Linked DNA regions of Mus musculus: regions 1, 2, 4 and 5 are each linked to region 3. A link is a contact called in public HiChIP or PLAC-seq, Micro-C and promoter capture Hi-C data. All regions are on one chromosome and are shown on one strand. Each heading gives the region's core, a stretch centred on a gene start, on an enhancer-like site or on the middle of the called end of the contact. The rest is flanking DNA. Distances are from core to core; before and after follow the strand shown. Region 1 holds the start of Chd2 (chromodomain helicase DNA binding protein 2). Region 2 overlaps Chd2 (chromodomain helicase DNA binding protein 2). Region 3 holds the start of Mctp2 (multiple C2 domains, transmembrane 2). Region 4 overlaps Rgma (repulsive guidance molecule family member A). Region 5 holds the start of Rgma (repulsive guidance molecule family member A).

The links. Promoter capture Hi-C pulls out the DNA fragments that hold promoters and counts their contacts. A called contact is a pair of places that touch in the nucleus more often than the background predicts. HiChIP or PLAC-seq counts read pairs in DNA pulled down with a chosen protein or histone mark.
Region 1: a contact with region 3 is called in a promoter capture Hi-C map of pre-B cells, with 6 times the contacts expected there. The contact joins the promoter of Chd2 here to the promoter of Mctp2 in region 3. A contact is called at or near these places in 2 of 39 promoter capture datasets (liver and pre-B cells) and 3 of 115 datasets of contacts at active chromatin or transcription factors (effector CD8 T cells, embryonic stem cells and pro-B cells).
Region 2: a promoter capture Hi-C map of pre-B cells shows a contact between it and region 3, with 6 times the contacts expected there. The contact joins the enhancer-like site here to the promoter of Mctp2 in region 3. A contact is called at or near these places in 3 of 39 promoter capture datasets (liver and pre-B cells), 2 of 115 datasets of contacts at active chromatin or transcription factors (effector CD8 T cells and embryonic stem cells) and 1 of 9 other capture datasets (embryonic stem cells).
Region 4: a contact with region 3 is called in an H3K4me3 HiChIP or PLAC-seq map of stem cell-derived neural progenitor cells, with 7 times the contacts expected there. The contact joins the enhancer-like site here to the promoter of Mctp2 in region 3. A contact is called at or near these places in 5 of 39 promoter capture datasets (embryonic stem cells, hippocampal neurons, liver and 1 more), 2 of 484 Hi-C or Micro-C datasets (LSK cells and Sertoli cells), 8 of 115 datasets of contacts at active chromatin or transcription factors (embryonic forebrain, embryonic stem cells, epiblast stem cells and 2 more) and 2 of 9 other capture datasets (embryonic stem cells and pancreatic islet).
Region 5: a Micro-C map of embryonic stem cells shows a contact between it and region 3, with 5 times the contacts expected there. The contact joins the promoter of Rgma here to the promoter of Mctp2 in region 3. A contact is called at or near these places in 5 of 39 promoter capture datasets (the 3T3-L1 cell line, hippocampal neurons, liver and 1 more), 3 of 484 Hi-C or Micro-C datasets (LSK cells, embryonic stem cells and liver), 6 of 115 datasets of contacts at active chromatin or transcription factors (astrocytes, embryonic forebrain, embryonic stem cells and 2 more) and 3 of 9 other capture datasets (adipose tissue, embryonic stem cells and pancreatic islet).

Annotation. Positions count from the first base shown.
Region 1 is chr7:73,540,229-73,545,005 of GRCm38.p6, forward strand. Chd2 (chromodomain helicase DNA binding protein 2) reads right to left here and starts at 1,518. Exons shown (of 39, transcript NM_001081345.2): 1 at 1,018-1,518; 2 at 544-676. The coding sequence starts at 605. It overlaps Chaserr (CHD2 adjacent suppressive regulatory RNA), which reads right to left. Exons shown (of 5, transcript NR_037569.1): 5 at 1-4,154.
Region 2 is chr7:73,515,135-73,520,072 of GRCm38.p6, forward strand. Chd2 (chromodomain helicase DNA binding protein 2) reads right to left here. Exons shown (of 39, transcript NM_001081345.2): 3 at 4,343-4,574; 4 at 592-678. Among named protein-coding and RNA genes, the nearest start is that of Chd2, 24 kb to the right of the region's middle. Within about 2 kb of position 2,472, at least 150 of the 459 cell types and tissues checked have an H3K27ac peak or open chromatin away from gene starts, as enhancers often do. A contact at or near this core is called in embryonic stem cells, liver and pre-B cells, where this site is marked.
Region 3 is chr7:72,303,602-72,308,903 of GRCm38.p6, forward strand. It overlaps Mctp2 (multiple C2 domains, transmembrane 2), which reads right to left and starts at 2,994. Exons shown (of 23, transcript NM_001024703.1): 1 at 2,870-2,994. It overlaps Gm39035 (a long non-coding RNA gene), which reads left to right and starts at 3,261. Exons shown (of 5, transcript XR_882214.2): 1 at 3,261-3,438.
Region 4 is chr7:73,396,690-73,401,530 of GRCm38.p6, forward strand. The region is part of intron 2 of Rgma (repulsive guidance molecule family member A); the gene reads left to right. LOC115486533 (a long non-coding RNA gene) reads left to right here. Exons shown (of 2, transcript XR_003946803.1): 2 at 1-4,841. Among named protein-coding and RNA genes, the nearest start is that of A730056A06Rik, 23 kb to the left of the region's middle. Within about 2 kb of position 2,997, at least 133 of the 459 cell types and tissues checked have an H3K27ac peak or open chromatin away from gene starts, as enhancers often do. A contact at or near this core is called in Sertoli cells, embryonic forebrain, epiblast stem cells and 2 more, where this site is marked.
Region 5 is chr7:73,372,042-73,377,278 of GRCm38.p6, forward strand. Rgma (repulsive guidance molecule family member A) reads left to right here and starts at 3,479. Exons shown (of 4, transcript NM_177740.5): 1 at 3,479-3,847. The coding sequence starts at 3,834. It overlaps A730056A06Rik (RIKEN cDNA A730056A06 gene), which reads right to left and starts at 3,733. Exons shown (of 2, transcript NR_040325.1): 1 at 3,476-3,733.

The sequences.
Region 1 (4,777 bases), core at 268-2,767, 1.2 Mb after region 3:
GGCATCAGTCAAGGGGTCCTATTTGTGATTGTGTTTTTAAATGTACATTTTTTCATTCATATAACTTTCTCAAATGTCTATTTACTATAATTTACTACTACCAGGCTGCTCTATGGCCCTCGGTTACAAGTTTGAATATCCCAGATTCTTCAAAGAAAAAAATTTGCCTTGTATGTAAAATGGTGCAATGCAGCAATGGCTAAACAGACAAGGTCATTTTTCTGCAGCATGAAAACCTAAAACCTGAAAATTTACTGACAGAAAAACTACAGTTTCTAGGAAAGGCCCCTCCGGAGAAAAGTACATTACCTTCTGAATGCTGTAAGAGGCCTTAAGTCACAACTCAACTTTCATAAATTGATACCAAAAAATCAGGGTGTGGCATGTTAGCAATCTCAAGGTCACGCTTTAAAAACCAACCCAAGTTAGAAAATTCTTGAAATACAGACAGCAATCCATGTCTGTCAAAGTAAACAAGTGTAAGCTGAGGTTTCCCGAAAAAAAAAAAAAAAGAAAGAAAGAAAGAAAGTTGATAGCTCATACCTCGATGCATTGCTGTGTAGCGAACTGTCCTCCTCTTGGCTTTTGTCCTTATTTCTCATCATCTTTTAATTCTTAAATATTAAGGGGGAGGGGGAATCTGTGTTTGCTTTGAAGTCCTGTGCCCAGGTATTTACTGTCAAAAGTTGAAAGAAAGGTGAGGTCCCAGCTTCTGCGGATGGTTTTATTATCAGGAACAAAGTCCTGACGATGTTAGCGATATTCATGTAATGCAACAACGATAAACACCAGAAAAACAAAATATTTCTATTTTTCCGTTTTAAAATGAGAGGGGGATAAACTGAACGACAGAAGCATCACTATCAATAAGGAAAGTTTCTCAAAAGTAACACACTGGATACAAATAACAATCTCTCTATCTTATTGCGTCATCCAGGAATTTCTCATATTTACAGTAAATAAAGCCAAGTTCAACATTAATTTTTTTAAAATTATCACTGATTATCATGGACTTACCTGATCCATGTAGTAGGTCCAAAGCAAGAGTCCTATCTAGTAGTAGAAAAATATCCGATCCAAAATAATTTTTAAAAACGCAAAATTCTCCGTTAAAAAACAAAAAGTAAATGAAATAATCCTCAAATATGTTGACTTGTCAAAAAATAAAGCAATAATTAATACTAAAACAGGTCCGGAAGGGGAAAAAAAAACCTCATTAGGAGAGCGCACAAAAATGGAGGTGCGCCATGGCTTCTAAGCTGGAAAAAACAACGACCTGGGCTCTCAATACGGCAGCTTCTTCCAACAAGGCACGAAAAGAAAGCTCCTAAAAGCAGCTTTTCTCCCAAAAAAAGGTTCGGATCGACCCCAGTAAGTCACTAGAAGAGGCAGGGGGCTGCGGGGGCCCCCTGAGGCTGCCCGAAAGTTAGGGAAAGTTGCGTAAAGTGAACCGAAGCAGGGAGCAAAGCGCGCTCTCTCTAAGGCACAGCCGCCATCTAGAGCCTCCTTCCCAGCTCTGAGAGCTCTGCCTTTGATTGACACTCTCTACATTTACCCCACAACTCAGGTGATGTACCATAGACCCACCCCTTCATCTCCACCAAAAAAAAAAAAAAAAGAAAGAAAGAAAGAAAAAGAACCAGATTCTCCATCCAAGAGAGCCAGAAGACCCCCAACTCCACACCTCCCTGCCCCTCCAGACCACTCCATCAGAGGGAGGGGGAAGGGCTTCTTAACCCCCTCTGGCTCAAGCACCCTTTTTAAGCCAGAGAGAAATGTAATTTGTTCCTTTTGTCTAAAGATCTGCTAAATATTTCAGTCCTTGAGCTAAAATAACTTCCTCCCTGGACAGGAAGTGGAGTTTTATCAAGCCATTTTGAAATAAAGATAATTTCAAGAGACTCTAAAGCTCAGTTTAAGAACTAATCTTTAAAATAATTAACACCCCACCATGGGTAAAATGGCTTGTAAATAGAAGCAACATTTCAACACCATAAATTAAATCAACTCTTGCCTTCTTTATGGTGCCTAAAAACATCTAAAGATTAAGGGGGAATTTTCCACCTCAACTGGAAGGAAGGGGTAATTTTTTACAACTCAAGAGCGCCTCCCTAGTGTTCAACTGCAGTAGAGCAAAAGTTAATACAACCATTTTCCCCCCCAGAAGAAACAAACTTCTTTGTAAACCATTAATCTTGGAAGTGCCACACATCAAACATATTTACTTCTTACATATATTTGGGCATAATTAATAACTTCGAATTCAAGAAATTACACCAACCTTGGTCACCTTTAAATCAAACACTCAACCTCAACTCCAAAATCAAAAGAACCCTTTCACTCATGTTTGAAATCGAATTCTAAGTACACTCACATTTCATCAATCACCGCCACTTAAATAGGCCACATCTACCAGCCAATTATCAACTGTCAAAGACAAACCCCCTCCAGATGGAAGCACGAGGTCTATAGAAACAAAATTACAAATGCAACAAAGTATTCTCTCCCATGCACACAAGTAACCAACCACATACAAATGCCGAAAAAACTAAAAACATTCCTTTACTGAACCCTACTGGTCAAAACCATGACACTCCAGCAAACGAATTCATTTTAGTTTCACTACCAAACGTAATTATGTTAAATCTAAGAAAATGTAAAAAATCAGTTTCAAGTCTACAAACATATTTCCATCAAAATCCAAAAACTCAAGTTTTCAATTTACAAATATCAACCACCTCACATCATCCAAAGAACAAACACTGCATCTGTATTAACCACAGATGTGTATTCTAAGGTAGTTTACATTAATAACAGACTATTTCATTCTTTGTTCTATATACTGAGAAAAACACCACCAATCGTCATTTGGTCAACAAAGTCCCCATCACTGCTTTATCAAATTTATTACCAAAGTAGCAATCAATGAAAATCTGGCATTTGATTTCAACCATGGGTAACCAATCTAAAGCATGGTATAATTCATTTAAACTCCCAACTGCACAAAACAAGAAAAACAAGAATTTTTTTCAAATGTAAATAAATTACACTGTCATATTAGGTAAGCCCTTTAATGTATACCCAAAGACTTTAAAAATACACCTCTAATATAAGACAATACAATACAAATTAGTATAACTCAAATATTCAGATGAGCATTTCACATGGCAAAGGACGACTTTCATCAACAAAAATTGAAAGACACTGAGACTGTCTTGGACTATACAGGAAATGAGACCAGCACTTTGTTTTATATTATATATTCACTATAATCTCCTGACACATTCAAAGTTACCATTACCCAATGATTAAAATGCAAGATATTTTGAAATGACCCAAACTCAAAGGAATTTATTCAAACCCTATAATAAAAAGCCAGCCAAACTGGGTGTATATAGCTTTAATCCCAGCACTCAGGAGGCAGAGGCAGGAAGATCACTGCAAATTCCAGGCCTGGCTGGTCTACAGACAGAGTTGCAGGACAGCCAAGGATACACAGAGAAACCCTGTCCTGAAAAAATAAAAAATAAATAAAAATAATTTTTTTTTTAAATAGAAGAAAGGGGGAAGGGGGAGAGAGAATATATCTATTTTAACCAAAGGACCATTCCACTTAATCACGGGAAAAATCCAGGTTTTCTAATACACATAAATCCCAAACAAACAAAACCATTCCATTTTACCAGCTTTATTTAGTATACTTTAATGAAAAGCAGCAGCTATAAAGGTCAAAATGTTATCAAGGTAAAATGAACATTTAATGAAAACGTCCACTGAAAAAATTTATAAAAGGCCCAAACTGAGAAATTTTTAAGTTTTAGAGATTTTATTAAAGTTAACATTCCATAAGGTCACTTCAGATCAAACTGCAAGAAATTCCAGGAATACAAACTACCATTTGTAGAATTGTAGAGTCTTCTCCAGATGTCAAAAATGTACATGACATGTAACAAGTCTTTAGGAAGTAAATTCCACTGTCCATTTGTGTTGGGTAAGAATCATTCATTTCATGGAATCCACATTAAAAGAATCCTGTGTTGGTTGTATAATATTACAGCATTCTTGCATTAATCCATTTTCCTCAATTCCCCATAATGGGCTGCCATCTTGATTTCTCAGTGGTAAAGTCCATTTCAAACTCTTCAAGCGGGGTGCTTCATAAAAAATTAGAAGAAAAAAATTCTGTTGGAGTAACAGTCATCTTATTCAAACAGAAAATTCTATCCACTTTGAAGATATTCTCTACCATACACAAGTCTTTAATGAAACAGCACTATTGTAACAACCTCTCAAAGACAGAATCAATGAATTCACATATTTTAAGTTCTCCTGTCACAGATACATTTGTATCCATTAAAAATAGTTAACAGCCAAGGGTCAAATTCTTAAGAACTTAACATGAGTATCATAGTGCATATATGAAAAGTAAAACCAAATATTAAAATTCAAGAATGGTGGGAGACTAAATTACAACCACATGTGGACAATTTCAATGCAAAAAGTTTCCAAGCTCTTTCAAAGAAAACTAATTATATAATCTTAGATTTTTAAAAAAAGCAATAGCTAACTGCATGGCATACTTTAACAGTCTTATAGATATTAATTTTACTTAGAAGCACCTTTATAGCTTCATATCTGAAAGTGGAGTGAATGTAAGTCACATGAAAAAAATCAGAAACATTTCAGCTTGGCTTACTTGGAATTTGCCACAAAAATGCTATCTCTTCTCAAATCATAAACAACTAAATTTCACTTCAAAAACATCATTATGTTCCTC
Region 2 (4,938 bases), core at 1,222-3,721, 1.2 Mb after region 3:
TGTAAGAACCCAGTACACAATACTGACTTTAAAAGTCACAAATCTGGGCACTGGGGACGGAGGTAAGAGATAGGGTGCTTGCTGAGCATGCTCAAGAACCAAGGTTCTGCCCCATCACTAAAAAAAAGTATTCCATCTCAAGTTAATGAGACCAGAATATGAGTATATTAGAAAATAACTTTCTCTCTCACACTACAACTTACATGAACTAGGAAATACAAAATACACTGAGCACCCTCTTTCCTTTCTCTGAAGTGAATCCAAACCACTTCCATGTTCCATGTGTTCAGCAGATAAGTCACTCACTTAAGACAGAATACAAGATGTCTAAAGTCAACTTACCACAATCAACTTCACTCAAAGTCAAGTTCTAATTAAAAGCATCCGACACCATAACTACTGGATTGAAACATGACTTATTTGGTGAGTAGTTTTTACTTAACTTCTTGCCCTACTTATCACAGAAAGGCCCGATTAGAGGCGCTTTAAACTGCCACACCTGAAGCTGTCTCTTTAATAGTAAAACACACCAGTCGCAGATGGGGTGAAAAGGGAACTGAAGTGCAAATCCTTGAATCCGTCTTTTCTTACCTCTTCCTTAACATTAAATCGTGATGGTTCTTGTCTGCTTCGATTTGACCTCCTAACCCCATAAACATCAGGATATTCTTCCCACATCTGCAAAATGAATAGATTGCACATTGAGTCCTTTCCCTAACTCTACTCGCTATTTTCATTATCAGAACATTTATTTCAATCAAACAAAGTCATGTAAATATCCAAAGGGTTGTTTTGCTACATTTGAGAGAAAGTAGTATCCTTTCAAAAGAGTTAAGTATTATCCTAATGAAGGACTTAAACGTCCTTCGCCGCTATTAACTGTATCCCAAACACTGCTAAACTAAAACGTGACCCTGATTTCTTCCAGTAAATGTAAAGTATGGAGGAATTCTAAATTTCCTGATGCTTACAGTTTCAACTTAGAAACAACAAACAAAAACAAAAAAGCCAAGCAGAGGGGCATCACCGAATCCATGCCACAAGGCAGAGTAGCCAGCCAGGATCTGCAGATGAGGGCCTCCTCTGCATTCGCCCTGGTATACCTGTCCTAGCCCACTAGCAGCAGTTAGCACTCTGCCTCTCACCAAGGATTTGAAAATGTAACTCTACAGGAGGGTCCAGCTGAGGAGTTTAGTTTTTCTACTCTCTTCCCCAGAGATTATTATGCTTACAAATGCTCTGTGCTTTTTAGATAAAAATCACAGAAGAGCAAAAGGAATCTGAATGGACTGTGGCACACTGGTGTGAAGATGTTTAATCATGTTTAAACATGTGGAAGAGATGTTAGAAAAGCAAAAGCAGGATTATGGCTCTTATTAAAAACAGACACTAGCCCGGCATGGTGGCGCACGCCTTTAGTCCCAGCACTCAAGAGGCAGAGGCAGGTAAATTTCTGAGTTCAAGGCCAGCCTGGTCTACAAAGTGAGTTCCAGGACAGCCAGGGCTATACAGAGAAACCCTGTCTCGAAAAACAAAACAAAACAAAACAACACAACACAACAGAAACTGAAGTAAATGTCATGAAAACATTCAGAAATTCAGAGCAATGTATATGCAGAGGACAAGAAGCCAGCACAGCCAGTGAATGTTTACAGGGAAGGAAGGGTGTTTTCTCTAGGGAGCCAGCCAGTAAACATTCTAAGCCATGTGGCTATTTCTCTCTGAAACTGTAATAGGAAATCAATCACAAAGCATCCAGGTATAATGGGCAGGGCAGGGAGAGAGCATGACTCCCACAACAGGAGGCATTTCCAAGTCTAGGACAGCACTGGAAACAGGTCCCGCTGTTTCTCTTCAAAGTCTGAATATAATGACTACATTGCCCATGCCTCGCCAGGCACGCACGGTGCAGCATGCCTTTAATCCCAGTGCTTAGGAGGCATCGACAGGCACATCAGTGTGCTTTCAAAGTCAGACAGCCTAGTCTACACAGTGAATTCCAAGACAGCCAGAGCTAAAGACTGAAATCCTAACTAGGGAAAAAACAAGTAGAAAATGGGGTAAAAAAGCAAAAATTCATAAAAGATCAACCAAAAAACAAACAAGACCCCCACAGTATTACTAAGCAAAGGAGAGAATATTAAACAATAAAAAACAACCTACCAAACAAACAAACAAACAAACAAAAATCAGATACAGAAAACAACTTTTAAAAGTTACAAGTGGCCCAAGAATAGGCATTTCAGAACTAGAACCCAATGTAATTCTGTAATTCAATGTATTCCCAAAATAATGACTTTAGAATTATCCCAAATACCCAGGCAGGAGTTAGGAGTACAGTGAAAGAGGCAGATAACTAGCTGCTCACCACACAGGGGGCCAACCTGGGAAAGGAGAGAAGGAGGCTTGTGCTCCAGCCTTTCTGCCCACACCCAGCTACAGAGGAGAAACTCTGTGTATGACTCAGCAGAAAACTTGTGACGCCTTTACTGACTGTGAGGACTCCAAGCTACTCATAGTTCCATACAACTGCCTGTAGGCAGTAAATAAAAACAAGCCAAGGGTGTAGTGGCATATGCCATTTAGTCCCAGTACCTGGGCAGCTGAGGCATGGGGATCTCTATGAGTTTAGGGCAGCCTGATCTACATAGTTCCAGGACAGCCAGGGCTACAAAGTAAGACATACACACACACAAAGCCAGGTATCTTGGCACATGTGTTTAATCACAATACTATAAAGACAGAGGCAGCTGTGAGTTTGAGGTGCCTGGGCTACACAGTGTTGCAGGCCAGTCATGGATTTATAGAGAGATCCTGTCTCACATCAATAAGTAAGTAAACAAACAAACTCTAATGTAAATTTCCCTACTCCTAGCCATCAGCCATCTGATGCCACATAAATGCCAAATACCATTGTGCAGCAACTCTGCTGAACACTAAAACAACTCCTCTGCCTTAAGAGCTCCAAGTGGCTGACTTTTAACTTCATATACTCTGAAATTTTTCACTACTGCCTACAATTTAATATCATCTATAATATGAAAAGTAATATGAATACAAAATTGCATTTTAGACTGTAGCTTAAATTTAAAAGACAACAAAACTTTATTCAGATGTTATTTTTTTTAAAGTGAAAGCAAAGTATTTTGTTCACACACATCTCTCAAATAAAATCTTTATATTTATTTATTTATTAAAGATTTATTTATTACATGTAAGAATACTGCAGTTGTCTTCTGACACTCCAGAAGAGGGAGTCAGATCTCATTACAGATGGTTGTGAGCCACCATGTGGTTGCTGGGATTTGAACTCTGGACCTTTGGAAGAGCAGTCAGGTGCTCTTACCCACTGAGCCATCTCACCAGCCCTCAAATAAAATCTTACAAGTTCCTATGTGGTGGGCTGGGAAGTACCTAAGCTGATGACGTACTTATTTATCAGCAATGCTCAAACCCAACACCACAAAAAAAGATAACACATGCCTTTTTTTTTTTTTTTTTTTTTTTTTTTGAGTCAGACTTTCTCTGTATAGCCCTGGCTGTCCTGAAACTCACTTTGTGGACCAGGCTGGCCTCGAACTCAGAAATCCACCTGCCTCCCAAGTGCTGGGATAAAAGGCATGTGTCACCACGCCCGGCTAACACAAGCCTCTTATCCCAACAGCAGGCACGGGAAGGAGTGGTTCAGAGTCATCCTGACCACGTAGACTACATGATATCCTATGTCCACCTCCCTCCCACCCCCAGAAAAGTTCAGACACCTTCTGATGAAGTCACACAATCACATAATTCTTTTTCACCAAAAAAAGAAATGTATTCCAAGGTTTGGAATCAATGTGAAAATGTTATGCACCTTAATTTTTGTCTTTTGAATTCTTTGCGTCAAGATACTTTTTTAATAAGCAAAAAGATAACTACAATTGCCTTTGTTCAGGCTGTTGCATGGTTTGTTTTCTATTACTCAAACAAGGAAAATGCTACAGCAGTGATTATAGCCCAGGCCTATAATCCCAGCGCAAGGACGGAGGAGTTCCAGGCCACACTAGACTCCACAGTAAGGCCCTGTCTGGAAACAAAGGACAAGGTAGGGAGGGAAGAACTGGCCAGCTCATGATAGTGCACGCCTACACTCTCAGCACGTCAAGGACTGGTGCAGGAGGGTCAAGGGTGGAAAGCCAGCCTTGGCTGTACTGCAAGCAAGTTCCAGGCTAGCCCAAGGTCTATGAGTACCTATCTGCAGAAACAGACAAAAGGGCATAGTATTCAACCTTCTATGGAAATACTCTGCTAGCGGGTCCTAGATAGTAGCAAATTTGCAATATCCAGCTCGAGAGTATGATACCTTCTTCACATCAGCTATCCGTTCCTTCTTAGAGGCAGGCTTCTCTTTGGCTTCCGGAAGGACTGGCTGGGATTTGGAACCTGCCGATTCACTCTCAGACTCTGATTGGCTCTCAGAAGACTCCGAACTGCTATTGGACTCGCTGCCATGTCCACTTCCGGGCTCGCTGCCCTGCTCACTTTCCGACTGACTGCCTGAGTCTGACCCCGACACTTCTTCAGAAGCTGAACGACTTAACAGAGAGAAAAGCAAAGACAGACTTAGAACACTGAAAACTGCCACAGAAATTGTTTTGTTAATTCTTCTGGTGATATGTCTTCACACCATAATTTCGGCAAGTTAGCATTCACATCTTCAAATTCACTTTATTCTTGTGCTGCAGATCATGCTTTACTTTCCTATAACTGTCAACCTTTACTTCTGTATTTTTTGGTACCATACATATACCAAGTGTTTTACATATTTTCACATAATCAAGGGTCCCTTGACATAGGTCCCTTCATTCAAATGAGGTAAAACTGTATAGCTCCGAGTATTTAAGGAACTCTCTGACCTCACTGGAACACTACGAACTGTCTACTAAGTCACACCTGTTT
Region 3 (5,302 bases), core at 1,744-4,243:
CTAGCTCTTCTCTGTTCAAGGGTCTAGAAGTCCTTGGCCTCCAAACACCAAGTTGTCCCTCACTTAGCTGTAGCCTAAGACCTGTATTGGGCTCTGTGGTCCAAGCAGCTGTTAAATGCTAAGAAGTCTCAAGAGAGAGGAAGCCAGACAACAAACAGGAAGCATTGCTCTGTAAACATTTCTGATAAATTGCCCAATAAGATTGCAACGGAGAGAGAGGGAAAGAGAGAGAGACTCGAGTTCTTCTCTAGTTCATCCTCATTTAAATAAATATTCACCTTCATACTTGAATTTTGTGTTGGTTTTCTCCAAGAGGGTGCCCAAATGCTTTGCCTTTCAGGACACACAGAATCCTCAGCCCCACAAAAGTGTCCAAACACACTTTTGCCCTTTGGATTTTCTGACTATTTCTCCATCTCGTCAGTCTTCTGGTCCAGCTCTATCTCCATTGGTCTGTAATCAAATCAAGTGTGGGTTTATACACACCTCCTGCAGATGATGTTAAAGGTTCATAAAGAGGAATTCAGGATGCCCTGTCAATTTCATTGGAAATAGAGAAACCAAACCCATGTGATCCAGGCCGAATGTGTAATCTGATCTTTCAACAGAGGCAAAAGCCATTTCTCATCAGTTAACTGGCAACACCTCAAAAAAATAATTAAACTGTGGACACCTTTGATTTTTGTGTTCAGTTAGCAGTAATTGCGAAAAAGGTTTTAAGAATGCTAACATTCTCCTTGACAGGAAATAGACAGGATTCTGAGTTCTAGCTTTACTTATTTTACAGAGCGTAATAACATTAATTAGAAGCTCCATGTTGCATGCACTATGAGATGTGGTCAGCAGAGGTGCAATAACGTCTACACAACCAGGACATGAGGATGCTCAGGATGCCTTGCCAAGGCTGCACAATGTGCTCTGTTTCCTGAGATAGGCTGGAGGAAAGACAGATGCAGTCTTTTAATGGTATTCATCTATTAATAAGAGATGGATTTACATACAAACACAAGGTCATTTCCAAAGGAACAATGATACCTTTATGCCCTTCCCAGCTATGGGAAGAAATTAGGCTAAACTGTTAAAATATGTTACTGTATTTACTTGTAAACACAAGGTCATTTCCATGGGACAATGATACCTTTAGTCACTTCCCAGCTAAGGAAAGAAATTAAGCTAAATTGTTGAAGTATGTTAATATATGTCATAGAAAGAATACATATGAAGTTACCAACCCCACTTGTACATATTAGTCCTTTTAAGATAGACTAAAGAAGTGACATAATCATTCCCCCCCCAAAACAAAACCAAAAAACAAAACAAAACAAAACAAAACAAAAAAATAGCCATCCATCTACTTTTCCCGGGTAGGGCACAGTTTACCAGCACAATAACAACAAAACCACTGGTTCTCACTTCAGCCTACTTTAACCTGAGGCAGCAGATTTTGAGAAAATAATTGAATTCTCATTTCCAGCCAATCTTTCAGACATCTGCATCGCTTGATCTTACTACAGCATGGATTATCAAAACAGCACACAGGTGTATCCATTTTCCATTTCTAGGTCACCTCCTTGTCCAACCTACTGGCTTGTCTTTTGCCTCCACTTCTCATCTGTATGGTGGAATTAATGTCTACTATGTGTATTTTATGCCATAAGATGAAGTGTCTGTTTATATAATTGGGCCCTATTTACCTATAGAACCCTTTATATAATTGGTCCTCATTAATTCTTAACTTTATTTACTGACAGGTTTCATCATTATTTTCAATGTGGCTTATGCCACACTCCTTTAAGACTTACATTTTCCCTATATGGCACCTTTTACCTGAGGTGACCATACTGAAGCAATCATCAATGTGGCCCCAGGCTTTTCTAAACACCACCTGTAAGCTGTAGACATTCTAGGACCCTCCCTTCCTTTGTCTCAACACCTGGCTACCAAACACTAGCTCAGCCTCTTCTTTAGATGGCTTGCCTTTAGCAGGTGTACAATATTTGTTTAATTGAATTGCCACTGACCCAGTCAAGGCCTTGAATACTGATTGTATCATCATCCAGAGACCCCAAAGAATAAATCGTGACTGCATTTTCATATGCCTGGAGAAACCAAAGCTCTAATGCCCCAGGGTTCACGGAGCAGCTCTTTAGCACCTAAAATGTCTGAAGGCTTGTAGCTTGGAGGGCACGCAGGATCCAGCATCCAGGTGCAGCTGGGATCCTCATACCGCAGAGGAGCTAGTCCATTTACAGAGAAAACTCATCTTGTGAAATCTGAGCTTTATTTAACAACTGGACAGCGTAGACAACGTTAGGGAACGAACTGCAGAAACATTCGTTTTGCAAATTCATTTCAATCGTCATCACTTTTGCTTTGTTTGATAATGTGGCTGAGAGCTCATAACCTATGCTTACTCTAAGGTTTTTCCACAGTCCTGGAAGTGAGCAAATGCCAACGCAAAGACAGAAACGCGAGTCTCTACATCTTCAGGAACTCGGAATGCACCAGAGCCCATCCAATCAAAGGACTGACCTCTACAAAGTCCAGATTCGGGAAGCAATGGGGTGATAACTCCACCGGACTCCGGGAAGCCCTGCTGTGCGGCCTTTAAAATGTTAAGAAACGCTGTGACAGACTGCCAACACAAGTTCGCCAACACTTCATGCTTGTCTCTGGGCCAAAAGACACTTCTCTTAACCCCCAGCCGGCAACCACGGGTTAGGAATGACATTAAATCCCATCCCCGGACCCTAAAATCGGTAACTTCCCATTTTGGCTAAAAGCAGAAAGAAGTCTAGCCTCAGTATCAGACTGTTCAGGACCCTGCTACCCTGCCCATACGCATGACCAGGTGACCCACCAATCTCACCTGTCTGAGGCTGAGTCCCCAGGCCAGCACAGGGCGGCGGGCGCGCGCCCCTCACTTGCGTGGGATCCAGCGTTGCTGTCCCTTATGGCTGTGGTCACTGCTCGGGAGAACACCAAGTATCCCTGATGCAAAGGACACAGGAGCTTCCCAAGAGCCGCGGGACTTCCTCGGCCACCCCCTTGTGAGCCCCGCCTTAAAGGGGAGGAGGCGGTCGCGTCACCTTGGAGCCGCCTCCCAGCTAGCGCGGGGGCAGCTGCGGGTGACTCTTCCAGGTGTGACACGAAGGAGTTTGGGCTGTTCGCTAGGCTAGCTGGGCGTGCAGAGCGCGATTACTCCGAAATCATTCGCTTGGATTGGCTCACGGGGGAGGAAGGTGTGTCCTAAAAGTCAAAAGGAAGGAAACAGGAGTGTAGTCTTGCAAACTTGCAGTTACTAAACACTTTTTCTTCACGGAGGCTCCGAAGATCTCACAGTGCTCCTAGTCCGTTCCTAAAAGACCACCAGGCAGAGAACAGCTTCCGTTTTCACTACCACAACCCTAGGAACCAAACCTAGGAAACCTGTGCCATGTGAGTGAGGGTGGCTGGAAGTCACTCACCCAGATCTGTTGGGCCTTGTCCCCTTCTCCAAGGATGAGCTGCTCTGTGGTCTGGGAGTTGTTCTGAGGACTCTGAGACTTAAAGACACTCGCTTGAGATTTTGATCCTCGGGTGCTCAGTAAATACTTGCCTTTTGAATTTTTGTGCTTCCCCCCCCTCCCCGCCCCTGTCTTGCTCCCTTCTGGCTTTGTCGGTTTTGCTGCCCCCCACCCCCACCCTTACCCCACCCCCACCCTACTCCCATTTTCATCCTGTGCTCTGAGAGCCTATGGGTGGCTACAGAAGACTCTGGGAAGATCGGGAATCACCTTTCCTGGGAGCAGTAGTTTTGAGAAGAGATACAGGAGTTTCTGAAATGGTAACCTAGCTGTGGGACAGATTTAGCATTCTATAGGCTGCTGTGAGGATAGGAAATCTGTGACGCCAGGGGAGTGTGATTGGTGCAATTCTGAGCTCTGAACTCAGAAAGCCCTAGAATCAAATCCTGGCCCAACAACTAACTGTACCTAGGCAGATCACCCAGGGATTAGACAGCAACCTTCCCTCTAATAAATCTCAATTTAAATATAACTAGCTCATAGGGTCTGAGAAATTCTAAAGCTAGTACCCAGCCTCTGGTCCACATCAACCATTCAGTAAAGATAAGGTAATGACTAAGTCTCTTAGGTGGGAAGTTAGGAGGGGTGAAAAAGAAGGAAAGTATTTGACTGTAGGAAGAAATAGTGAAAGCCACTGCCTGGACTTGAAAAGTCCACTAACTCAATAGCCAGAAGTGAGGAAGTCAACTTTGCCCTCGTCTAGATGCATGCAATGGGATACTTGATCCTATTTAATATGTACAAGCTTTTGAGACAGGTCATAATATTTCTGATTTAAAACAAAGACATAGTCCCAGACTCTGCTTGAAAGCCTGGATTGAGGTCCCAGAAGAGTCCAGCAAGCAAAACAGGGTGTATCCACTACCCTGACGGTCCTACACCCTCTAGAGAGCAAAGTTAATGGGAGAAAGTCAAGAGAACAGCAGCCTATTAAAAGCAGCAGCTGTTCCTTTAAAGCTGACTAAAGATACAAATGAATTAAGACACTAAACAAAGCCTCACAAGAGACTTTTGTCTTTATCTCCCGCCCCAGTGAAGTTCCTGTTCTGCGGTTCCTGCAGCCCAACCATAAGCTGAAAATGGCTCCCAGCCTTTTGCAAGCATCAATGCTATAGAAAGCGAAAGGGCTACAGACAGAGATGTCTAAGGTGATATCTTCTGCTTGCACCCGCAAAGATGAGCTATCCTGCTCCCTCCGGACCCCACCCCCAGGGGAGTGGACCTTCTGATGTTGGTTTTGTCTTTACCTGTCCTAAGGTATTACCTGCCTCCTCTCAGTGGATTGCACTCTGAGAATCATTCTCTTATTTTAGTACTTGAGTTTTCCTACCTGACCACTCATGGCTACAGTTACAACTCTAATCATGGCTACAGTTAAAACTCTATGTGGCTGATCAATTTTTAATTTGCTGCTGTTATTTTGAATCTCTTGATTTAAGCAGGTTGTGAACCGAGTCTTACTTTATGGGCACTGATCAATGATGTAATTGTTGTTACTTTCAAAAAGTAAAACCTCCCAAGTTTATAATAGGCAGCCTGTTCTCTCTGGCCTTCATAATTCATAGCAGCAATAAGGTATGTGGCTATTCAAGAAATAGCCCCTGTGGTCAGTGACACTGCAGAAGCCGAGATTTCCCACTTCTTGATAAACATCTTTCTTACATTAGGCAATGGATGCCTGGCTGCAGGACAATCTCCTTAAAGCTCTTCGTTTTTTAAATAAATGTCTAGTGCAA
Region 4 (4,841 bases), core at 1,747-4,246, 1.1 Mb after region 3:
ACACTCAGAATCTGGAGGTCCTTGTTTGCAGCGTCCAGGAGGGGCATCTCTGATTTCTAGACCAAACCTCATTCCGAAAGGATCCAGCACATCCCAGCCCCTTCCTCTTCATATTCTACCCCCTTTCCCCATGGGATGCTCTATGCCTTGTCTTGTGCCACCCAGTTCTGGGTTGAACACTCACATCCCCTGTCCCTGCCTACTTGACCAAATTCTAAATTCAATGCATGCAGTCCATGTAGACTTTTGGTTCCCAAGGCTCATGGGTCTTGGGTTTCTGTCTTCTCAGCCTCTAATTCTATATGTTAAGGATGGGAGCCTATTTTCTGCCCTTTTCTTCCCTCCTCCCCCACACTCCCAAGCTTGTTCATCATAGTCCTGGAAGCTACAAAGCCATTAGGGTTTTTTTTTTGGGGGGGGGGTTAATTTCTTTTGATTCTGGCTTTTGTTTCCACAGGACTACCTCTGGCCTAAACACCCCATATCTCCCCCAAATACTGTTTCTGATTATAAAAGCAGTAGACATTTTAAAAAGCCAAAGACCAAAAAAGATTTTTTTAAAAGCACTCAAAAAGTTGTCCTCTCACCAACTCCTAGTTAGCATTTAACAGTGTCCTTCCAAACATAGTACCTTCACACTTTCCCAGATACGGCTGCGGGGAGGAGAATAATAATCTTAAGAGTTCTTCAGTGGATTGCATGGCCACAGAGAACCAAGAGCTTCCAGTCGCCCAGTTAATTTGACTGAGTGTCCTCAGGAACCATCATTCCTGATGAGGAGGCAGAGCTGGAGGAGGCGTTACACACAGCCAGTTACCCAGCAGTGCCCAGTGGCAGATGCCAGACTCCTGCCCTTTGCAGATTTTGGATAAACACGGTTGTTAAATTTGCTGTATAGCCTGTTGAAGCTCTGCTGTTGAGCTGGTGAGCCTTAAGATGTGGGTTGGGGGAAGGGAATGCTGGGGCAAGAAAGAACTGTGGGACTGTGATCCTGGGCAACCGTATGAAGAGTGGCCTCCCAGTTCCCACAGTGCATTGCAGTGCTTTCTCAGCCCCCAAAGGCCTTTCCTGTCCTTTCTGGTCCTCTAACTTTGGTTTCCAAGATGGAAACCTGGTCAGGGGGACAAGGCTGAGAGCAAAAGGGAGCTTTGGGGCACTGTCACGGGGCAGGGAGACATGCCAGCAGGGGTTCAGTGATGACTCCTGACCTGTTTCACTCATGCTAGGACACCTAGACACTTACTACAGGGCCATTCTACATAGAAAGGAGTTCAGCGTTGTGCCTCCCACCTGGATACCAGCCTGGCATGCGCTCTTCCAGTACCTGCAGACTGCAGGGAGGGAGACAGTGTGCCTCTGTGGTGGGTTTTTGTTTCTTTTTTTCTTTTCTTCTCCTCAGAGGTGTTTTGACCTGCCGCTGAGCACAAAAGCCTAGATGGCTGGAAGCAAAGTCCTGACTATAAAGCTGTCACCTCAGGTGTGAGCCTGGAGTTAGTAACAGGGGTCATGCTTCAACCAGAACCACCACAGCTCTCACCTGCAGCTTCATTGTCCTGGGAAAACCTTTCTTACCTCCCTTACCACTCGTGCCCAGGGCTGTTTTATTTCTCCCCCAAAGCAGGATGTTCCTGGGGTGAGGACCTTGTCCCTTTGCTTGACCCCCTATGGGCCCGTTACCCAGGCGTGCTCTCAGCCTTCGGTTGATAGGCAGCCTATGCCCTCCCACTATAGGGCGGAGTCAGGGCTTTCCACGCCCACCCTTCTTGCTCAAGCGCTGTTTCTCCACGGCTCCTGTGGGAGCTGGGGAGGGTGGCCTGTTTGGAAAGCTGAGGTGTGCCCTTCTCCTTGGCAGTCAGTCATCAAGGGTGCTTGCAACAACTTGGCATGTGTGGAGGCTGAGGCAGGGCAGCCTTGGCAGGGTGTGACGGAGGAGGCAGTACTGTCCTGCCCCCGGCTCTAGGAGTGGCACTTAGCCACTTCTGTCCACGCTGGGTAGGCAGTGAGTTCACCCTCCAGGGCCCGGCCCCCCAACAATTTTGCCTTCTCTTCCTGGGTCACCTGAGGTTTTCCCCAAAGCTCCCTTTTGCTCTCAGCCTTGTCCCCCTGACCAGACTCGGAAGGAAGCACGTACAATTCCCAGTAGAGCTAACGGGTGGGAAACACATTGCCATAAAGTGGCGGTTCTGGGGCCCTTAGGCTGCCTGGCCCTGGAATGTCACCCAGGAGCGGTGATCCCTTCTAGGATCTGCAGTGATAGATTAAGTGAGGCAGGCTACGCAGCACCTGGGAAAAAATCCAGTCTGCTGGGTGTGTCCCTCTCAGGATCTGGGGCCAAACACCTGGGTGTTTACGCCAGGATGATTGAGTGAAATTCTTGCAGGAGCGGCGCCAACAGGGAGCCTCGGGCATCTGTCCTTGTCCCGTAACACCCCCACTCCATCCCCACGCCCACCAAGATTCATTACTGTGGGACTAGAATAAGCAGGAGACCCCTACTTAGTGCCCTTCCCCTACCTCCTTCAGGATGCTGATGCGACCCGTTTCCAGAATCCTATCTAAGGTCTGCTTCCCGCACTAGGTGGACAGTGAGGAAAGGGACACGGAGACTTCAGACTTCAGGGTTGGCCCCTCCCCGAGGCAGGCAGACTTATAGAAGATTCCTTCCACCCGCCTGTGTCCTAACTGAAGCTATTGCCTCTTAAGTCCTACTGTTCACTAAGATAGAGCACCGGTGCTGGGGCTGCCTGCCGCTGGGGCTTTCTTTCGGAGCTCGTCACTGGCTGAGGTCATCTTGCAGGTGCTTCATTCCTAGGCTTGCCAGGAAGGTGAACTCCCCTCCCCCTCCCAAGGGCGGTTCCACCGAGGGAGCTAAGCTTGGGAACCGTAAGGTTCCAAAAGGCCGAGGCACACAGCAGGACACCGCTTACACTTCAGAGTGCCAAGTGACAAAGGGAACAGAAAGAGCTTGCTGAGCTTACAGTACCTCAGAGCCACTCACATGCAAAGAAGCTAGAGGCCGGAGGAGAGCAGAAGGGTGGTGGGAACGCCAGCAGTGGCGACTCCAGGGACACCTTTCCTTTTTCATCTAGTGCCCCCTGGTGGCAGAATCTATCAGGATGCCAGCCGATTAGCGGGCGTGGGGGCTGGGAGGGGGACGGGACGATTCCTGTTGCACCGGCAAAGGGCAGTGATTTGAAGTTGGGCAATAGCTGCCTCTTGAGAGTCTTCACTGATAAGGCCATGCCTCCATCCAGACTTAGATGAAACATTCCAGAATTCGTTAAGGCCAGCCCCACCTAAGCACAGAGTGTGTTCCGAGAACGGCGTCCATCACAGTTCCCAGCGCACATCAGGAGCCAGATCTCCGAGCAAGTAAATCAGTTCAGACAGTCGCTGTGCAGGCAGAGTTGGAAACGTCTTGACCCTGGAGCTTATGTTCCAAGGGATACTTACCTCTTTAAGAGAAGGCAAGGCTGTCTCCCTCCCGTAGTACCCTGCCCCTCCCCTAGGCCTCTGAAACCTGATCTAATCCCTTTGCACGCGGGTAATTTATTGGTCTATTGGGCTTTTCTTGGTGGCAAATTACATTGTCTTTATTCCTAGGCTCTGGCCCCGGAGTGCCTCGAGGAATTCCTAAGACTCCTTTCTCATGGTTGATCCTTCACACCCCCTCTGGGCCCCGGCAAAATAAGTTTTATTGGGATGCTTTGTCATGCAAACAGGGTGGTAATAAGCAGGCTATTATTCCGAAAGATTGGGCTTGATTAACAGCTCAAAGGAGGACTTGAGAACAAACGGATCTGTTGCTGTACTAGCAGAGCAGATTTTTTTTTCCTTATCATGCGGGTCCATTTAGTATTCTGAGATCCTGCTTTGACTTTCTGCCTCCCAGAGGGGTTGCCATCCACCGAAAAGTAATGACATCTGAGCCTGAGCCATGTGGCTCAATCCAATTGGGAGGCACTGTGGAGCTCTACCTTTAAAATGTGAGTGGCCAGCTATGAGCGCATACATGCTCCCTGAACCCTGGATACATGGGAGACCCAGGGTTCCACCAGACAGAGTTGGACACAGGTGGGGTTGGGCGGGGCGCGGTGTACGCATGACATCTGAAGTCTCAAAAGATGCTTTCAGTGTGAGTGCTGTTCTCGGAACACACTCTATGCTTAGGCGGGGCTAGCCTTACAAATTCTGGAATGTTGCATGATGGTATCAGCAAAGATTATCAAGAGGTGCAATTCACCGGGTAGTGTGAGAGTCAACAGGGACCCAAGAAGCTTCCTCAGCCCCACAGTGATTAGAAATAGAAGAACTGAGTGAGAGAAAGACAGAATCAAGATGAGGAGGGCCTGTTTATGGGAGATTGATGGACCGATGCGGGAAAGATGTGTCCTGTAGCCACCTTCCTGAGGCCCTGAATGAAGCTGGCCAGGTTACTCAAGGCTCCCAGAGGAGCAGCTGCCAGAGAAGGTAGCACGGAGAAGGAAGCCTGGGGCACCTCTGTGTATATCAGATACCGAAAGTGGGGTGGGGCCATTACATTTTAGCCTAGATCTGGGGGGTTCTACAGGAGGGCACGGAAAGAACTCCCCGAGAAGCAGCTGGAAGCATCCGGGACAGGAAGCACCCTTTCTGCCCTAGCGATTTTAGGACATGTTCAGGGGGTTCCTGTGGGTGAGTCCAGACAGGGCCACCGTTTCTGCAGGCCTATGGACTCTCTTGGTCCAGATATCATTCTCAAGATTATAGCTGAAGATTGGAGGGTTAATGATAGTTCAAGACAAACAGTGCCTTCGGCTGAGCTTGTGAAGGGGGCCAAGATCCGTGAGGCACCTTTGTAC
Region 5 (5,237 bases), core at 2,229-4,728, 1.1 Mb after region 3:
TACAGGTGCCTAAGGGCAAAGACTGTTTTGCAATCAGGATTTCCATGCAGGGTCCAGCCCAGGGCCTGATGGTGAAATGTTTAACCCCAAACCCCAGCAGGGACATCCATCCAGCAGGGCAAGTTCCCAGCACCTGTTGCCTTCCCAGATGTCACTGGGGCCAAGGGTGAGCCCGGGTGGCTCTCTTCCCCAGGGTTTTGGCAGGGTTCTGACTCGATACTCTGAGTTCCGAGCTACACTTTTACAACTCTATACTTGAATTTATCAAAAAGGATAGGCTAAGCGGGGGTATTCCAACCCGGAAGAGACAGCCCCGCCATGTGCCTGTTTTGTCAATCAGGCAAGAAGGAATCTTTCCTCGACTCATCTTGAATTCACTTCCTGAGGTTGCCTTCTCCCCCAGCAGGTGCCACCACTCATTTGAAACAGACAGAAACAGCAAATTGCTCCACACCCCGGGAGCTCCGCCAGCTTTCCCGCCCGCGGGCGTGGTGCTCGGAGGAGAGCCGCCTCCCGGTTGCGCCAACGCAGGACACTTCTCGCCAGCCCTTGACTCTTCTCGCACCTAACCGCTGCAGCGACTGGCAGCCTGGCGATCGGCCTCGCCGCCGCTGCGAGCAAGAAGATTTTCTTCTCACAAAAAGAAGGAAAGAGTGGCCGGGAAGGAGTAGAAGCTCCAGTTGTCTCTCTATGAAACCAGGTTTTTAACTCACCCTCTACTACTCTACACATCAGAAGAGAAACTGGGGTCGGGTGTGGTGGCACACGCCTTTAATCCTTGCACTCAGGAGGCAGAAGTATGCAAATCTCTGCGTTCGAGACTAGCCTGCTGCATAGAGCAAAATCCAAGACAGCCGGGCTACACAGATAAACTAAAAGGTGGGAGGAGGAGGAAGGGAGGAAGGAGGAAGAAAACCTGCTATAGATATACCTGTGGCTTCCACGTCCTAGTTTGCTACCGCTGTATTTCAAACAAACGAAACGGTCTTAAACTCATTTTAGCCTGCTTCCTGTTCCTAAGGAATTTAGAGTTGAAAGAAAAACAAAAGTTCCGTGGAGTTTTAGATTAGGAATGTTTCTAGATGGTTCTTGAAGCCATGCATGGTTGTTATAGACACACTCAACACACCCCATGGCCTTATTTAAAGTCAGTGCTTATGGGAGTATTTCAGCTGCCTGTGCAGAGAGTTCCGTGACAACTGAGTATGGAACAAGTGGCATTAATAGTCCTTGTCTTCACCCCCCCATGCTCATCAAGGTAAATCACTCTGGCTTCCGCCACTGACCCAAGGTTGAGCTGAGATCAATCCCTCTTGGTCTAGGAAGTGGACTGTTTATACCCCAAAATGAGGGAAAAAAACCTATCAGCTACTTTCTAACAATGGCTTTTGAATTGTGAAATGTTGGTCATGTCCAAAGAGCATTTTAAAAACCCAGGGGGTGGAGGGAGGTCGGCCATGGCAGCTGCCATCTTCCAGTAACTCGCCAAAATGGCGAACACAAAGGGAAAGAGGAGAGTCACTGGGTACATGTTCTCTAGGCCTTTTAGGAAACATGGAGTTGTTCCTTTGGCCACATACATGCAAATCTACAAGAAGGGTGATATTGTAGACATCAAGGGAATGTGCACTGATCAAAAAGAAATGCCCCATAAGTGTTACCACAGCAAACCCAGGAGAGTCTACAATGTCACTAGCATGCCATGGGCATAATTGTAAACAAGCAAGTTAAGGGCAAGATGTTGGCCGAGAGGATCAATGTGCGGATTGAGCACATCAAGCACTCAAAGAGCAGAGACAACTCCTGAAGCGGGTGAAGGAGAACGATCAGAAGAAAACGGAAGCTAAGGAGAAGGGCACCTGGGCTCAGCTGAAGGGCCAGCCTGTGCCATCCAGAGAAGCACTCTTTGTGAGGACTACGGAAAAGAGCCGGAGATTTTGGAGCCCATTGCATGTAGATTCGTGGCCTAATGTACAAAAAGGAAATAAACGACTAAGACTGCAAAGTGTTAAAACAAAACAAAACAAAACAACCAAAACCCAAGGGGGAGGAGGAAGAAAATGACCCAAGTGATAACAATTATTGTGCCTCTGCTATACACCAGGCTCTCCTGGGTGCTGAGGATGGCATGATGACCCCAAGGTGGTTCCTGATCTCTTGAGTATGATGAGAAGGCCACAAATAAAGGTATAATTACAGATTGATGTCAGAGCTAGGGAAAACAACACCTGGGATTTGAGAATTGGGGACAGGGTTGGAGGAGTGTCCCCAAGCAGAGGATGATAGAGTACAAAAAGGAAATGTAAACACACACACACACTTTCTTGTACAACTCCCTTATTTATAGACAAGGAAACTGAGGCTCAGCAGACCTAAAAGATTTGTCCAAGGTCGAGGCTAATTTTAGAAACGGGGCCAACTGCAAGGCCCAATCCCTTCCTGCTAAAAGCACATGGAGTTTATTTATAGCTCAGTTATAGACTAGTCTAATTCATTTGGCCAATAAACGCAGAACATTGAGTTCAAAACCACATCCCTTAAGACCACAGCATAAATAACGACGAGGGTCTTAATACGGACGATACCTTTTCATTAAATACAGAGTTCTCATCCTATCAAAATTCCAGCGCTTGGTTCAGATTAAGAGAAGATCGGGTCGTAACCCCTGTATAAAATATCCTGGCAGCGCTAACTGTTCAGTGATAATTTGAGTGTGAGCTGTGTGTCCCGGCTGACTTCACACCCCAGCTAGGGTTTCAGACCTATACGTGGTGTTGGGGTGAGACCCTGGAGATGAGCTGCTGGCGGCTGGCTGTGCTCTCCACTGTGTGCGTGAGCTGCATGAAGAATCCTTTTGAGAAGCCCGGAGTTTCCTCTGGCAATCTATGCGAGAAGGGTGCGGGGCGGGGGAGGAAGACGCTGTGACCGGAGGTTACCTCTGAGCTGGACTGCAGAGGGAGGGGTGGGGGAGTACAAGACAGTCTGTTTACTCCAGACTGCGTGTATTCGCGCACTGTGCATGCAATATACATATTATTTATTTTTTCCAATAAGATTCTAAATAGGAGTAAAATCCCTATAGAACAAAGGTGACTTTCGGCAGATGTCAATATTTATCCACGATTGGAAACCTCTAACCACCGTAGGCTCCCAGGTTGAAAACGTGGACTCCAAGCCACCTGGCTCAGGGTTAAGAAAGTTGGATGCGTTAGCGGAAGGGAGGGTCGCTGCACTTGCTGCTCGAACCCTGGGATCGCGAGCCCGCAGGGAGAGTGTGCGCTTTCTGCAGGCTCACCCCCTACGTCCTCACACACCCACTAGCGCGGATCAGCAAGGGTGGGACCGCGGCGGGGCGGGGCCTTTGGAGCCCAGACCCCACCCCTCCCCCTCCCTCTGCTCCGCTCCGCCCGCGCTCGCCCCCCCGCCCGCTCCCGGGGTGCCCGGCCCGCCCCCTCCCTGCCGCGCGCAAACGAACCTCGCGACGCCGCGCTCAGCGGTGGCGGTGGCGGCGACAGGCCGGGCGAGGCAGCAGGTTAGCCCGGGCCGCCCTACTCTGCAGGCGTCTCGGAACTGCAAGCTACGCCGCCCGAGCCCTGCGCCCGGGAAGCACTGGCCAGCCGGCCGCTCCTGAGGCTCGCTCCTCCAGGCGCTCGCAGGCATGCAGCCGGGGAGCAGGCGGAGCGCCCCGGGTCGCTACTGAGTCCGCTGAGCTGCGGGGACCAGCGCCAGCCGGGCCCCTCCCACCTCACCCAGGGGCCCACGAGCGACCGCCCTACACCTAGTCTTCGCGCGCAGCCCCGCCAGCGCCAACCCCCCGCGGGCTGGAGGGGCTCATGCAGCCGCCAAGGTAAGCGCGGACAGCGGGGGCACGGGGTCCTGAGGTCCCCAAGGCGCTGCGGACACTTGCGCTCCGCCGCCTCACTGATTAGTGGCTCCCCCAACCCGGTGTCTCATCTCACACACTTAGGGTTTTGCCTCGGATGACTCGCCTTCGCACTTGGCAGCAGGAAAGTTTTGTGGTTTGGTGTTTTTTCTTTTCCCCCAGCCCCCTAAGATGCTGCCATGAGGGCAGTAGGCGCTGCGCGTGGCTGGGCAGACCCGGCGCCTGTCCCACCCACTGTGTACCGCCTGGAGCTCTCTCTCCTGCGCGGCCACCTCTTCCGGAGGCGAGAGCCCCCCTGACCCACAGAGCTCTTGACAGATCTGATCACCCCGCTGACCCACGGTGAAACCGGATTCTCTCACTTAACCCAGGCCCGGGTTGCAGAAGCTGGAAATGAACGCACCTGCCCCGGGGCCGTCGGCATTGTACATTGTACAGTGTGAGTGACCCTTGCTTAGGAGCGTCCGGTGTGCTAGACTTGGGGTGGTGGCTAAGGGGCAAGGGTCCCAAAAGGTCCGACGTTCCTAAGAGGAAGGCAAGGCACCACGAGGACTCAGCGCCTGACTTGAGCCATGGCTCATCCCTGAGTGTTAACTAGGGGTAGAGGGACAGGTGTATTGGGGGACCGGTGCAAATATGAATGACACTTGGATGCAACTCTTGATTGCATCTTACTAGAGTAGTTGCATTAGATTTTCTCGACGAGGGAGTCAGTTTCCTGAGACTGGAACTTTAATGGGAGCCTGTGTGCTGTTATTATGTGGTGTGGTTTCGGAAGGCGTTGGATTGTATTTATTTTATAAATTGGGTGTCTTGAAGCGGATGGATTAGGGGAAATATCGCCATCTAGCGGAAATGGTGATCTGTACCTTCCTCACAAGCCATGAAGTTGGGCGTTCTCAAAGTTCCCCTATATGAGGAGATGGAGAGATGGGAACTAGCCAACGTGTCCAGAAAGACTGTTTCTCTAGTGCTCAGGCCATCCTGTAAGCGGGGCTTGAGCACCCGCTGCCCGGAGCTTAGCTCTCAGGACCGAATGACGAATTGTATTAGTGGCAGGATATCACCTCCAGGACTGCCATTCCCTTCTGTGTAGTTTTGGGTTCTTCTAGCAAAAATAAAGTAAACGGTCACCTGCCTTTGTCCCTAGGCATCTGGTCCAGGGATCTGGCAAGCCTGTCACGGTCACTTTACTACTCTCTAGTTCATCTGTACCTATATAGTGATTTGTGAAGTTAATGTTAAGCCCTGACTCTTAGAAAAGAGATTAGATGCTAAAGTGTGCTCTTAGGGTAACTGAAGAACGGGAAAGAGCGTCATGCCATCTCCACTGAAAGGGAACAGTGTACCCCCA